Regions from separate parts of the Mus musculus genome. Here region 2 is linked to region 1. A link is a contact called in public Micro-C data. All regions are on one chromosome and are shown on one strand. The core of a region is the stretch at or near the end of the contact, and the rest is flanking DNA. Distances in the headings are between cores, read along the strand shown. Region 1 overlaps Ccdc57 (coiled-coil domain containing 57). Region 2 overlaps Gm30062 (a long non-coding RNA gene).

Region 1 (3,568 bases), core at 662-3,161:
GTTTCCCCTAATTAAACGAGCTTCTAGATGACTTTAGATGCCTTTAATCCCAGCACTCAGGAGGCAGAGGCAGACGGATTTCTGAATTCGAGGCCAGCCTGGTCTACAAAGTGAGTTCCAGGACAGCCAGGGCTACACAGAGAAACCCTGTCTGGGGGGTGGGAGGAGAAGCCTGCCTCCCAAGAACTCTTTTTTCCTGCTCACCCTACCCATCGCCTGAGGTCTCTATCACCTCCTGCCGTTCCCACCTAGCTTTCCCTGTCAGGGCATCTATCTGGGTCTGATGAGCGGTCGATCGTGCCTTTAAGAGAATGCGGAGTGGAGTGGGAATGACCAGTTTGACTTCGGAAACAGCCAAGAGTCTTGCACATTGAGCCAAAGCCTGGAAATAATGTAGTCAAGAAAAGATTAATTGTACCAGATGTGGTGGTTCAAAGTAGCAAGAAATCTTAATAAATACTTGGGAGGCTGAGGCAGGGGAATCACTGTGAGTTTAAGGCCAACTTGGCCTACAAAATGAGAACCTGTCTAAAAAGTTAGCAGCAACACAACCACCAAAAACAACTCAGCAACTGTTGTGTCTAAGAAATGACACTCTCGCAGTGGTACCAAAGTCACCAAGGGAGCTTCAAGAGAGTCTCTAGCTGGGAAAGGCGGCTGAGTGATTAGTTTGTGCAGACTCAGTGGAGCACACTCAGGTGTCCCTAGCCCTATCTCTGGAAGCACCAAGCCTTACATGCTACTGTGCCAGCTCTGCCGCAGGAGGCTAGGGAAAGGTCTGCCCCTGGTGGGTTGGAATAGCCAGCCTGAGGCAGCCTTCTGCAGCCCGGGGCAGTCTGCCTATAGCAGCCTGATCTGGCCTGGAACAGTCTTGGCCTTCTGGGTAGTTGTGAGCAGAGAGTTGTGTTAACACAGAATCTTAAAGACCAACAACTCTTTTGCTCAATTGCTCTTTTCTGTTGTTGGGCCAGAATCTCACATGTTGGTCACCCTTGTAAATAGAACCAATTCAATGAAATAATGATTTTTCTCTTATAAGTTGAGGCAAGTTTATAACTAGTAACTGACTGGTCAGTTATCACGTACTGTGAACCAGAGAAAATCCTTTTTCTTATTGGATAGTCACAGGCTCACAAGACATTGGAGGAAATTTACCCACTCATTTCAGAAATGTTTCTGAATGCATGCTGCATGCTGGTAGCTCTTCAGGCTTGGGATTGCGCACGGATCCCTGTCATTCCTGTCATACCTGTCATGCCTGTCAGTCATACCTGCCATGCTTGCCCTTATAGAGGGAAGAACACCTTGAGACAGTTAACTGCCTATAGATGTGATGAGACGGGAGGGTCAGGAGTCAAGTACAGTGAGTGGGCAAGAGGAGCCACAGACGTTGGTGAGGGTGCAGAAGAGAGTTCAGGAGGAGGAAGACAAGAACCTGCCCATGTGCTCGGAGATACCTAGAAGATAGAGTTCAAGTTCAGAGGACGAATGTCCAAAGTGGAGCTCGGCCTTCAGAGCCTTTAAAGACTTTGGCACCATGGGAAACTGTTGAGTGTTTGTGTAGAGCAGTGACATACATGATTGCGGACTTACTGGGCCAGGCATGGGAGAAGTAGCCAGCAGGCTGATGGGGTAGTAGGCCCCTGCAGATATGAGCATGCCCAGAAGGGGAGCCAGTGGGGACATCTGACCCTGAGCTCTGATGGGCCTGATGGAAGAGGCAGGTGCCACAGAGGATGACTGCCAGTTGTTGAGACAAAGAATGTGTGCAAGGAGACAGAGTGACAGACTGTTGTGTGAGGTCCCATGGTTTATCCAGAGACACGGTCCCCAGAACATTGACAAGAGCACAGTGGAGACAGGTCATGGCTGCCTGTCACACTGTCCAGCAAGACCAGAAGGTGGCAGCACAGGCTTGACTTAGCATGGAACTCTGCTCTCTGGTGGCCACAACCTGCAGAACTTCCTCTGTGGATTTTGTTCAGAAAAAACTGTTTCAAATTCTGTGGATTTGTTGCTGTTTGGTTAGTTGGTTGCTTTGGTTTTGTCCTTTGAGACAGATTCCTAACATGTAGCCAAGGCTGCCCAGAACTTGAGGGGATCTTCTCTATCTTTGCCTCCCAGGTTCTCTGTTTACAGGTAGGTTCTACTAACTCACCATCCTTCTCTCCTCTCCCCTCCCCTCCTCTCCTCTCCCCTCCCTTCCCCTCTCCCCTCCCTTCTCCTCTCTTCTCCTTTCCTTTCCTTTTTCCCTCCCTCCCTCCCTCCCTCCCTCCCTCCCTCCCTTCCTTCCTTTCTTTCTTCTTTCCTTCCTTTTGTCTTTCATTTGTCCCTATGCTTGGAATAGAACCCAAGGCACCACACATAACAGGCAAGCATTCAGCCATGATTTTATAATTATAGTAATGATTTTAATATTCTAATTCCAATAAGGGTCACTCACGTGACTATATATTTCACATTTACCTTTCAAGGGATTGAAAAAGTGAAATATAACTTCTAGTTGTGCTTTCTGCAGTTTCCTGAGCCAGAAAGTGAGACCTGTTGCTGCAGAACTCACACAGTGCACCTGTCTACCAGGGCTGGATGGTGCTTCATGGGGTAAGGGTGGGGACAACTCCCTCAGAGCTGCATCTGTCCTCCCTCAGTCTGTCCTTCAGGGCTGGAGTCTGGTGGAGGGCAGGGCAGGGCAGGGCCCAGGACTAGGGCTGGCATATGTGCCTGAGCACTCAGTCCTTCCAGGGGCTCTGGCTCTGTGCTGATCAAAAATGAGATTAAGTACCTGGCCCCAGAAATATAGAAATTAGGTTTTTTGGCTTGCTAGTAACTGGAGGATCCAAACTCTCGTATCAACCGAGGACCCCGTGGCAGACCTCATCATGTCAGAAATGAGAAGGAAGTTTGCAGAAGGGAATATATGCTAGCCTGACAGCAATGGCTGCAACCTGGGTGCTCACCGAACTGCAAGAGTTACAGTCATCCCTCAGAGAGAGGCTTCTTAAAATGGTTTCATCTATGACCCCATTTTACCTGAGAATTTTTGTTGTTCTGTCGTTGGTTGGTTGGTTGGTTTTGTTTGTTTTTCGAGACAGGGTTTCTCTGTGTAGCCTTGGCTGTCCTAGAACTCACTCTGTAGACCAGGCTGGCCTCAAACTCAGAAATCCGCTTGCCTCTGCCTCCTGAGTGCTGGGATTAAAAGCGTGTATAGATGTACAGATATTGAAGAGTGGTGGTAGGGAAATAGAGGTAAGCAGTTTATCTGTAGAACAGAAAACTTTGTTTGTAGTATAAAACCGTGATTCACACTGTGTGTCAGTCTCACACCTAAGCTGAGGCCTTGGCGGCAGCCACTCTCCTTCACTCCTGGCTCTTTTGTCCCAGGAGCTGCTGCTGGAGTTTGAATCTAAAATGCAGAGAAGAGAGCATGAGTTCCAGCTGAGGGCTGACGACATGAGCAACGTAGTCCTGACACATGAGCTCAAGGTAACTGGCTGGCCCTGGGCTTCGAATCACCATTGCAACTTTAATTACCCAGTGCTGCAGAATACCATGCTGTTCCTTTGTTAGT
Region 2 (3,568 bases), core at 448-2,947, 110 kb before region 1:
TGTCTATAACTCTATGTCTCTTCATCTTTCTCTGTTTCTCTCTCTATGTCTCTCTGTGTGTCTATATCTCCCTGTCTCTCTGCCTTTCTCTCTATGAGTGTGTGTGTGTCTGTCTGTCTGTTTCTATCTTTCTGTGTGTTTCTTCATTACCGACTCTAAAGGGCTGACTGAAATTTGGAGAGTCCATCTCTTCATAGAGATCTTTGCAGAAGTTTGAGGCCAACCTGGACCACCCTCTAGTGCTGGGAGGGCCCTCAGCCATTGATGGAAAAGCTCTGAGACCAGCCTGGAGGGCCGAGGCATTCTTTAGCCTCTGTCTCCTGGATCACATATGGATGCTTCCTCTTCTCTGTCCAGGCCACAGGAAGCACAGGCCTCCAGCTGCTCCTCCATCTCCACGGCCATCCTGACTCCCTGGTGACAACAACGCCTGCATCACACCATAGAGAACACCCTCCAAGGCGGCCCTTAAGCAATGTTTCATTTCTCATGAGTCTTAAAATGCCCCACAGCAACCAAACAACCTGGTCACCATGTTCCATTCCAGCTGAATAGTGTCCATCCTGGTAAATATAAGTATTTATCATCCATTAGCTTTACTTAGTAACCCACTAACTTTATTTCACATCGGCTTGTCTGAATGTCTTTCCTAGGATGCAGTCACGGATCTGGCTTTATCCAAGTGGAGGTCCTTAGTTGGGCTCTCCTCCGACTGCCCTCCGCAGTGCTGGGCTGCATTCCTGCTGCCTCTGGCAATCAGAGGGAACCAGAAAAGTTTAGGGGACGCTGTATGTGGTGGTTTGTGCCTGTAATCCCAGGACTTGGGAGGTAGAAGCAGAGAAATAAGACATGCAGGGAGATCCTCAGCTACACGGTAAGTTTAAGGCCAGCCTGTGCAGGGCAGTATGCAGTGTCACGTCCACTGAAGAATGTCTTCCCTAGGCAGATGGCTTTGTCCCAGTAAACACTAATTTCCTGCTGCCCGGCCCTGCAAGATCTCAGCTACTTTCTAAGCTGTTCCAAATCCACAGACACCTCTACTTAGTCTCTGCTCACTCACTAACAGTTAAGGGCGTCTAGCTAGATGCCCTGTGTAGGAAGCTGAAGGACCCTAGAGGCGTCTATCCCAGCTCCATCCTGGTTTCTGAGAGCTGTTTTCATTCAGTGTGCCAGCAAATGCAAAACCATGCCCCGTTTGTGTAGTGTTGGGTTTTGTTTTGTTTTCTATTCTAAGACAGAATCTGAATGTTTTACAAAAGGAAAAACATAAGCACAGGGGAAAATTTTAATAGGGATTTGAGTGAGAATTTAAACTTAGAAAACGCCTCGCATTTGTATCTAGTAAGTTTGGAAGCACAGACGTCATGAAAGATAAAAGAAGGTTGGTTAGGTCTTGTCAGCTAGCAGAGATGGTCCAGGTGCTGTTGGCAAGCATTGCCTGCTGACGTCTTCCCACAGGCGATGACAGGTGATTGCTCACTTTGGTCCGGGAACCATCTGGAGGCGGTTCTTCCTGGTGGTGGGAGCCTTGGCGCTGCCTCCTGCATTCAGCTCCCTGTGACCTATCTGCTTCTCCACTAGAGGTGGCAAACGCAAGATTCTGGGATATTCTCCACAAAATGTCCAGGCAGAGCAGTGGGAAGACTGCAAGATGCCAGACTGTGGCGTCACTCTCGCTTCCTGGAGACGCGCGCACTTCCTCGGATTCCTACGATTACGTCATGACGAACTCAGCTGGGAACAAGCGAAAGCGATGCTGCAGTAATACTCCCGGGAACGGAATGACAAAAGTCCTGTGTGAGTTGAACACTTAGATCCCATCTGCACTAGTCACGCTAGGGCGTGTTTCCTTCCACTTCTGAGTGACCCGAGCTTCTCTTTGTGTCTGTACTCGGGAAGACCTGTAAGGATTAAAATCGTGAGACACCCATCCCCACTGCAGAACCACCACAAGGTGACATGGAGGAAGAATAAGGAGTCTGAGAGGAGGGTATGGAGAGTGTGGGGGAGTGTAGGGCAATGTTGGCTAAGAAGAGGGAAATCAGAAATTCAAGTATGGGGTAGAGAAAAACCTCACATGTGTTACTGTTTCATATTCACATGGAAACCAGAACATAAAATTTTCACGGAACATTTCACTTGTTCTGGGTTGCAGAACTGGAACTCGGGCTTCCAGTATCCTGGGGACTCCAAGTTCCTTTTCATCGCATTGTACCGCTCACCCACTCAGATGAAACATTTTAAGTGGCCCACCTGAACTAAGGTTCCAGTAAACATACATAAAACAGCCTTTCTCCTCAAGCTTTAGGTGCCCTCCCTGCAATCTGCCTTAAACCACCTGGCTGAAAGGTGGACACAGAGTTACCAGGGCCAAATGCTATCTTTTGTTTTGTGGTCTGTTTTTATTTGTCTGTAGCCCAGGCTGGCTTCGATTTTCACTATGTAGCCAAGGATAACTTTGAACCTATGATCCTCCTGCCTGCACCTCACAAGCACCAGGATAGAGCTGTGTGTCACTACACCCACCTTTGTTAAGTTTGATATCATCCCAGTAACCCAGGCTGGAATTTCACTTGATATGTACCTGGCTGGCCTTGAACTCCTGATCCTCAGGCCTTAGCTTCCTGTGGGCTGGGGTTCCACCGAAGATGGAAGATGCTGTGAGACATAAGGAGATGCAGAGCCAAGGGTTGCATAGGCATGCTTTAGCAAGAATTCACAGGCAGAAGAGCAACTCGGCAAGACTAGTCACTTCCTGTACCTGAAACAGAAGCAAGTTATGCTCAGTTAGGTAACCGTGAGCCGCAGTCCCTGGATGTACCTGGTCTTTCTCACTGTTAACATGTCCCTGTCAGTTAAGAAACAGCCCAGCATCGGTGGCTGGCACACCACATTGGACCGTCTAAAAGACTTCATTTGTCTGGTAGGCTCTGTGGTGTGTGCCAAGGATGCCTGCAGCACAAGACTGCAATTGTGCCCAAGATGGCTGTAATTGTGCCAAGCGGATCCCTACAGCAATTCTATTTGCAATACAGAAATCTAGGAGATTTCAAAATACTAACTAGATTTTTTTTTCTGTTTTAATCAAAGGCTTGAAATATAGTTACTGTGTGTTTGAAAAGGCCTTTTCCCATGTCATAATCCATTTCACGGATGTGTTCTCTGAGAAGCTGCTTACGTTAGCTGTAGAACACTATCCTCTAAGCCTCAGAGCCATTAATCACTATCCCGTCTCTGTCTCTCTCTCTCTCTGTTTCTCTGTGTGTCTCGGGTGCGTGAGTGTGTGTGTCGGGGAAGGGGAGGCACTTGTGGTCATGAAGGGTCCTTCTCAGGCATGGACAAGTAATTGAACTTCCAGAGAAGACAGAAGACCAAGTTGCCAAGAAAGGAAAAGTAACAAGAAGGAAAACCCTTTGGATGGGAGGGGGCCCCTGAGTCCTAACCCATTCTAGGCTGGGTATTCTATAGCCCCCTAGGTGCTCCCCTTTACCCAGCTGGTCCTGTTTAGAAACCTGCCCTCTGTTCCCACCTTCTCTTACTGTCTTCCAGCGAACCGGAAGCTGTCTAC

What was found. A called contact is a pair of places that touch in the nucleus more often than the background predicts.
Region 2: a Micro-C map of muscle stem cells shows a contact between it and region 1, with 2.6 times the contacts expected there. The contact joins two enhancer-like sites. A contact is called at or near these places in 4 of 484 Hi-C or Micro-C datasets (bone marrow-derived macrophages, cerebellar granule neurons, muscle stem cells and 1 more), 2 of 115 datasets of contacts at active chromatin or transcription factors (effector CD8 T cells and fibro-adipogenic progenitors) and 1 of 9 other capture datasets (embryonic stem cells).

The regions. Positions count from the first base shown.
Region 1 is chr11:120,903,899-120,907,466 of GRCm38.p6, reverse strand. Ccdc57 (coiled-coil domain containing 57) reads left to right here. Exons shown (of 19, transcript NM_027745.1): 4 at 3,382-3,483. Among named protein-coding and RNA genes, the nearest start is that of A430102A20Rik, 27 kb to the left of the region's middle. Within about 2 kb of position 1,911, at least 91 of the 459 cell types and tissues checked have an H3K27ac peak or open chromatin away from gene starts, as enhancers often do. A contact at or near this core is called in muscle stem cells, where this site is marked.
Region 2 is chr11:121,013,125-121,016,692 of GRCm38.p6, reverse strand. It overlaps Gm30062 (a long non-coding RNA gene), which reads right to left. Exons shown (of 3, transcript XR_003949840.1): 2 at 2,585-2,761; 3 at 1,272-1,901. Among named protein-coding and RNA genes, the nearest start is that of Gm30062, 5.4 kb to the right of the region's middle. Within about 2 kb of position 1,697, at least 69 of the 459 cell types and tissues checked have an H3K27ac peak or open chromatin away from gene starts, as enhancers often do. A contact at or near this core is called in muscle stem cells, where this site is marked.